2 separate regions of the Mus musculus genome follow, and region 2 is linked to region 1. The links are chromatin contacts, called in public Hi-C maps. All regions are on one chromosome and are shown on one strand. The core of a region is the stretch at or near the end of the contact, and the rest is flanking DNA. Distances in the headings are between cores, read along the strand shown.

Region 1 (3,715 bases), core at 46-2,545:
CCGTTAATAAATGAATGGTTATGTGGTATAAAACCCAGTCACTTTGCTTGCACATCCAGAGAGAAAGCTCTCCTGCTGTCAGTAAACCAGCTTGGAATCACAGAAGGTAGGTCGCTATCCGTGGTGCTGACCTACGATGGCTCTGTTCACATTTGGCAAACTGCTTTCTTCTCTCTCTGCTCAAAAAAATCCCTTTCATGCAGTCTACTTTCAAGACACGGAGACAAACACTCCCCTCTATGTTTCCCAAATGGGCTAATTCTCACCGTCTCTGATTCTATTAATGTTCTCAAGTCTCAATGTCTTTCCTGCTGAGTCTCAAAGTTCTCTACCTAAAAAGCATGGATTTATTTCATCCGAGCCTCGATTTTTAATGCGTTGGCCACCTGGAGTCCTTGGCTGTCGTCTCAGAGGGGGGAAAAAATTCCCTCGGCCACACCTCCTTCTTAAAGAGTAGGCAAGACTGCCAGCGGTTCTTTTTTAGGATCCCCGGAGGCTGCAGAACCGCACACTCTGGTTTCTGCAGTCAGCTAGCTGCTTTCCTTCCTCTCTCAGCGCCAGCCCCCACACCCCCACTGCTCCCCTCCGGGTCTCATGACGCCCGACTTCCCAGTACAGAGAATCTCTAGACTTCCTAGACTCCATTCAAGAATCCGGGGAGCCCTCTGGTGTAACTACTTTGGCTCTTATGCCGCACCCTTAGATGCCACACAGTCTGGATGTTCGCTGTGTTTGCTGCATCTACTGTGCAGATCAAAAAACATGGTTCTTTCCCACCTTCTTCCTTTCCACTTCTCCACTCTTTCTATGCTTATTAGATCGAGGCTCACAGTGAAACAGCTTCTAAGCATCAGCAATTTAAAAGTACAAAAATATTCCCTGTGGGTTGTGCGTGTGTTTGTTGTGTGTGTCCATCCGCGCTTATGCAAAGCCTCCCAACGTCACACTTGGGTATCCGGACAAGCTTCTCCACAAACCCCAGATCTTTCCAGGGATTCCCTCTGCCCTGCCCTCTTCTTCTTCAGCACCCTTAAAAGAGGTAGGTCTGGGGCTTTCCGCCAGCCACTCCTGCCTTGATAGACGCACACAAATCTGCTGCAGTTTTTCCTTCCCTGTTCACCCCTAGCCCTTTTAGGCGAGCAGTCCGGAGCGCAGGATTTCCTAGCATTTACCCTGCATCCGCACTGCATTCCCAGGCCGCCCTTCCAGGGCTAGACCTTCTGCAGACCCGGCGGCTCCGGCTCCGCCTGGGTGGTGGGTGGTGCTCTCGCCGCCCCCTCCTTCCCCTGGGGCCCGAGAGAGCCGCGCGCTGGGCAAGAGTGCGCGCGCGCCGGCTTGCTGGGGGAAAATCTCCTTCCCTGGAAGCTGCTGAGTGTCGCTGACCGAGAGTATCCCGGGGTCCATCAAAAGCCACCAAAGCGTTTGAGAGCTTTTCTAAAGAAAAACGGTGAAAGAAAAACAAGAAGGGAAACCCGTTTCCCGGGAGGCCTGGGTTTCCGATGGTATCGGATTCTCCCGTAGCTGCTCTGATAGGGATGCGGTTGGCGGCCGCTGGTACCCGGACTTAGAGTGTCCGTTGCGAGAGGAGGGAGGTGAGGGACTTGCGGGCAAGAGTTGCACCTGATCAGGGAATCTGCGAAGAGAACTGTGGGGTAAGTAGCTTTCTTCTGGCATCCGAGCAGGATGGGGGCGGGGGGGGGGGGAAGGAGGGAGCAGGAGAGGGACGAAAAGGAGAGGGCAGGGAATGGATTATGAAAGAAAGAAAGAAAAAAAATCCTTCAAATTCCGCTGCAGAGGGAATGAGCACAGCGCAGTCCTTCCAAGATGAGTCCCGCACGGCTTTTCTGTAGTGAGCGAACAGCCGAGAAGTTCTTTTTAAAGAAAAAAGAAACTCCAAGCTCCTGGAGGGGAAGCGGGGCAGCCGGGCGGGGCGGAGTTCCAAGGCTGGCGCCTAGGGTCCCGGCCGAGGCAGTGGCCTGAAGTGCTGACTCCCAGCTACTGCTCCTTATGTCCTCGCCGCCCTCCCCGGGACGGACTTTTTGCCTCCGCCCCCGGGTGCCTGGCCGCCCCGCTGACGTGGGGACTCCGGGCGGCCGCACGGAAGCTCACCTGGCCGAGCCTTCTCCTTCCCCTCCTCCTCGTGCTCCCGCCCCCACCTGCCCTCCTCCTCTCCAAGTGGGAAGGCGTCGGGATCCGTAGGCGAGGAAATAACGACCCCTGCAGTTGCATTGCGGAAAATCTCGGCGGCGGTGCTAGTTGCGGGCGATGGAAGCGAGGCAATTGCGGGGTCTGGGGAGCCCTGGAAAATAGCAGAAAAGCGGAAAGCGCGCGTGCAACGAGGGGGAGTCAGTGAGACTCCCGACGCACCCCAGTCCTGGGAGCCTAGCCTTGGGCTCGGCGTCCTGGAAGCATCGCCTGAAGCCAGCTTGGAGGCGGCAGGCGGCTCGAGGACTTGGGGAGCAGGGAGGGTCAACGGAGGCAGCTGGTGACCTGTGTTTGCGGGCAATAATCCCCGCTTCTCTTTCTTTCTCTGTGTGCGGTGTCTGCTCCTCTCTCCCCACCCCTCCGGAAGCAGGAGAACTGGCCTGATCAGAGACAGCAGTCACCCTTTGACCATGCCCCGGTGAAGGGGGGCGGACTTCGAGGGCAACTTGTCGCGGACTACCTGGGCTCAGCTAGCCTACGGAAAGAGAGCAAGAGCCCAGAACTCTACAGCTCGGCCCAGCGGGGGGCTGTTGTCTATGTCTTCTTGGGGCGCCCGGCGGATCGGGGTCTCGGTTTTGCAGGAAAAGCCCAGTGCTGTTGGCTTCAGGTGGCTGCCGCCGCCGCCACCGCGGTCGCCGCAAGTGCCATTTCTGCCACTGGTGAGAGGAGCAGAGATACAAGAGAGGGGAGACCTCCGAGGCAACGAGGCATCGGACATGTGTCAGCACATCTGGGGAGTACATCCGAAGAGCCCGAGGGGAGATTTGCCGAAACAATTCAAACTGCGTTATTGATCTTGGGGGTGCCTGTCCCTGGCCGGCTGTCGGGTGGGAGCGCGAGTGTGCGCTCTCTGGAGAGAGTGTGCGTGTGTGTATGTGTGTACCGTGTCGGGCTCCCCCCTTCCCCCCTGTTTTCCCGTCGAGTGATGCACCTGGAATGAGAATCAGAGGATGGAAATAGTCTGGGAGGTGCTTTTTCTTCTTCAAGCCAATTTCATCGTCTGCATATCAGGTACGGGACGTGCTGGGGTTGCTGGCGGGGTGGTGTGTTCTGTGGTGGTGTTTAGAATGTGTGGTTATTATTATTATTATTTTTATTTTTATCGTGTGCAGACTTAGGGCGGGAAGCAAAGAGGTGGCACGGGCCTTTTTCGTTCTGTGGCTTTGCTATCTTATGAATCAAAGACCTTCTAAGCCCAAGGGTGTGTGCACGGGCTTGTGTGTCCATATATGTGTGACTCTGTGTGTGTGTGTGTGTGTGTGTGTGTGTGTGTGTGTGTGTGTGTGTGTGTAGGTGTGTGTAGGTGTGCCGCTATGGGTAGGATCTTTGTAGCGTCCTGGAAGGGAGAAGGGATGGAGACTGAAAATGAGGAGGCAAATGGGTGTTGATTTTCAACTGCTTTCCTGGCTGAGAACTCTGGCGCCGAAATCTGAGCCTTGGTATCCCCCACCCCCAACCCCTGGCTTCCAAAGTTCCCAAACTCAGTGGTTCCTGCTGGCAAAATAGATGC
Region 2 (3,734 bases), core at 148-2,647, 40 kb after region 1:
GGGAAGCTTCCTGAGCTCTGTTATATCCTCTCTACTGGGCTCCACTGCCTCAGTTCAGGTATCTCCTCATCTTCCTAATTAACACAGCTCAAGGCGTCACCCCATCCTCCATACTGACAAGGTCAGAGCATTGCCCCATCCTGCTCAGCACAGGTCAGGGCATCACCCTATCCTGCTCATTGACACAGGTCAGAGCATCATGCCATTCCTCTCAGTGACACAGGTCAGGGTGTCATCCCACTCTTCTTAATGATTTGGTCAGGTCATCACCCCATCCACCTTCTTCACTGACACAGTTAGGGCCATCATCCCATACTCCTTTATTGGCACGTGTCTTCTTAAGATATCATCATACTGTGTGTCTTGATCTCCATCTGAACCTTTTGGTCTAGTACACTCATTTTCACCAAATATGCTATAACTGAAATTGTCAGGAAACAACATCGAGTGGCTGATTAACACACATTGTGAGCCTGGAGAAGCTCATTCATTAATGCTCATTTTAAACTAAAACACTTTAACTGACTCGTTTGAAATGTAAATACATATTTAGCTTTAATGTTTTTAATTTCCCTTTAGTAAGAGGAAGAGGGCCATTTTCTTGTGTTTTGCTCAACAAATTCATGTGTCCTGTGGATCTTATTCTCCTCTGACTTTTCTGTAATGTTAGCTATCTGAAGAGAGCATTTAGTAGCTAATTAGTCATTACATGTAGGTCTTTCTCATTGCTGTCTTGTACTGTCCTTGAACTCATTCATTACTATCTAACTGGCAATGGACTTGCTAGCCTCCCAAGTGGATCACTACTCCCCAGGGTATGAATTTTACATAATTGATTTTCTCTATGGCTCCATGGCAGTGCCCAACCATTTGATATCAGTATGTATACACAACCTCACCCCCTCATACACACACACACACACACACAGTGCAAGAGACAGAAAAAGAAATGTATTACATTCACCCAAAGACATGAGTTATTTTTCAAGAACATGAGATATTCACAGTGTCGACTCATTTTATCAAGTCTCTTAATTTTACATCTCTACCTTAGAGCATAGACCTCTAACCTTGAGCTGAGTCTTTGTACAAACAAATACACATTTTCCAAGGAATTCCAGGCTGGTGTTGTAAACCACAGTCTCTGGGTCTTATTTAGAGCCCCTAAATGATTTAAAAGTGAAAACATAAACTCATTGTTCTGTCAAAGTTGTTAGGCTGGTCTTTAAAGGGGGAGGCAGGCAGAGGGTTGTAATATCTGCATAAGGTTTAGACTTGAGCAATCATCTGAGACTAGAAAAAAGAGAAAATGGTTTCTCTTCTGCATGACTACTTTGAGATGCCTAGAAAAAAAAAGTCAGTCTGCATTCCCAGTGTGTGGACACATGCCAGACTTTCCTGTGTGGAAAGCAGGAGAGCACCTAGGTGCTTCTGTTAGCACCAGAGCCAGTGATCCATTCTGAGAGGGCAATCTGCTCTTGTTGTACATGAGAACATTAGCGAATAGATAGAAATTGTGAATTTGTAGTAGACACTGTGCTTGATAGCTTGCATATTTTAACTCATCCATTATTTATGACAGAAAAGTGGAAAATAATGTTAGTTTCTTTGTAGGTAGAGTACTGAATTTATTTTCAGAAAGAAAATAAAAAACCAACCAATCAGTTCTAGAGTCAGCATTTAATCCCAAAGAAAAAGCCAACATCAGAAAATATCTCCCTCCCCTGCTGTCCACTCCCCTCCCGTTCTGTCCCCTCCCCTCCCCTTACCTTCCATTTCCTTTCCCTCCCTCCTTCTCTCCTTTCTTCCTCCATTTCCTCTCATTTCTTTTTTCTTCCTTTCTTTCTTTCCTCTCCTTTTTTTCCTTTTTATTCTCTTCCTCTGTTTTTTCCACCTCTAAATGTCCTGCTCACCCTGTATAATGCACATATTATGTGTATGTTTTCAGAGCTGACATTTGGTATTGGGTAATCAATTGGTGCCCTCTTCCCTGGCAGAGGCTACTTCTCCTGCCATCACTCCTGATCCTTTAGCACCAACATCTCAAGTTTAAGATGAAAGCTATGAGTAGTTATGGCATCTTATGTAAGGTGCCAGTTGGTAACTATGTTTGAATTTGTGAGCCAGGGCTGTCTTTGTTTTGATAACTCAGTTCTACTATTTCTATTATACAAGTAACAAATGGACAATGAAAAAATGATCGTGCATGCTTATGCTTCACTTTGACATTATTGAAGCAGGTGGGACAGAGCTGACCACTTTGCCAGCCAGCCCTAGAGATCAACTGCATTCTATTCCAAATTAGCCCTTTTATTTTACCATTAATATAGATTTGCATATAACACCCTAATAACTGTAGGAATCATCCACATCTAGAAGCAGCTTTGGTTTCCTTTCTTTCTTTTTTTCTTTTCTTTTTCAAATGCTTTATCATCCTCACTGATCTAAAATAAAATCCGATGCACTGAGCCAGTCAGTCTATTTGTTACATTAAATTTTCTCAAACTAAGTAGTTATTTGTTCCATGTCCATTTTTATGACCTTGTGATTGTTATGACAGTGTTCAGGATCCCAGTTTCCTTCTCATATATTGCTTCCTCGCTATAATGGTTCTTCTCTCTCCTGGTAATATGTGTTTCCTGAATACAAACCAAGGAGAAGGGGCATGTGTGTGAGAAAGAGAGAGAATACTAGGTGAAACTATGGGAGCTCCTTTACTTAAACCATTATAAACTAAAAATATTATTAGTCAAAGGTGTATTTAGTAAACTTGAACTATTGACCATTAGAGCCGAGCAACTCTATGCACTGTAGAACATCAAATTTCTAACATTATCAGTATCTGACTAGGAGCTGCAGCTATCTGCTACAGCCTAGCAACATTAGGATGTATTGTACTATATATTGCTAGCCTGGCATGAGACCAAAATTCAAAGTTTTACATGAGGTTGTACTTAATGTCTTCCCACCACTATCAAGTTTAAAACTCTTAAGTCATATGTCAGGACCACCAGTACAAAACAGACCTGTACCTTAACCAAACTGGTGATAAAGAACACAAATAAAGTCTCTAGAAAAGGCTGCTTCGCTCACAAGGAACTGTGGAATCAGGACCATTGAACATAAGGTTGATGTCAGAAGAATTAATACTAATCACTAACCTTTATAAAGTATCTGATCATTTTCAAAGTACTTACTCTATTCTTATTAAAACCCAATCCCAATCTCCCTTCCACCCTATGGATGCCTGGGGATTTGTCCTAATGTTGTTTAGAGTGTTAAGCCTGCTGATACAATCTACCCAAGCAGGTACTAAGATGAGCTCATTACTTATTCATGCATTTGCTGATGGAGATAGAAGCCCAAGCAGGACATCAGTAGATTCAATAGGTGATACGTTCACATCTTCTGTCTCTTCAAATCCGGGTCCCTGCAAGCCAAAGAGAAGAAAAAGTACATCATTTTAAAAGTGCATCTGTCACTTACGTGCTTGGAAACATGTCACAGTGCGTGGTGAAACATTATTAATTCCTTTAGCCTTCGAAGAATAATTCATGCACTTACAAGTACAATCTGCATCACAATGAAATATTTGGATGTAAGCGTAGGTGTAATTAATGCCGGAAAACTCTGAAACAAGGGAAGCAAGGAAATTAACAGTTAAGTCAGCATCAGACATAATCAGTGCATGCCAGGGAATTTAGGGATGTGCTACAACCTTGTGCAGTCTTGGT

The links. A called contact is a pair of places that touch in the nucleus more often than the background predicts.
Region 2: a contact with region 1 is called in a Hi-C map of cerebellar granule neurons, with 3 times the contacts expected there. The contact joins the enhancer-like site here to the promoter of Car10 in region 1. A contact is called at or near these places in 4 of 39 promoter capture datasets (the 3T3-L1 cell line, liver, pre-B cells and 1 more), 6 of 484 Hi-C or Micro-C datasets (brain, cerebellar granule neurons, cerebellum and 2 more), 1 of 115 datasets of contacts at active chromatin or transcription factors (embryonic stem cells) and 2 of 9 other capture datasets (adipose tissue and liver).

What each region holds. Positions count from the first base shown.
Region 1 is chr11:93,097,071-93,100,785 of GRCm38.p6, forward strand. It overlaps Car10 (carbonic anhydrase 10), which reads left to right and starts at 1,296. Exons shown (of 10, transcript NM_001361708.1): 1 at 1,296-1,652; 2 at 2,576-3,216. The coding sequence starts at 3,156.
Region 2 is chr11:93,136,639-93,140,372 of GRCm38.p6, forward strand. All of the region lies in intron 2 of Car10 (carbonic anhydrase 10), which reads left to right. Among named protein-coding and RNA genes, the nearest start is that of Car10, 40 kb to the left of the region's middle. Within about 2 kb of position 1,398, at least 1 of the 459 cell types and tissues checked has an H3K27ac peak or open chromatin away from gene starts, as enhancers often do. A contact at or near this core is called in cerebellar granule neurons, where this site is marked.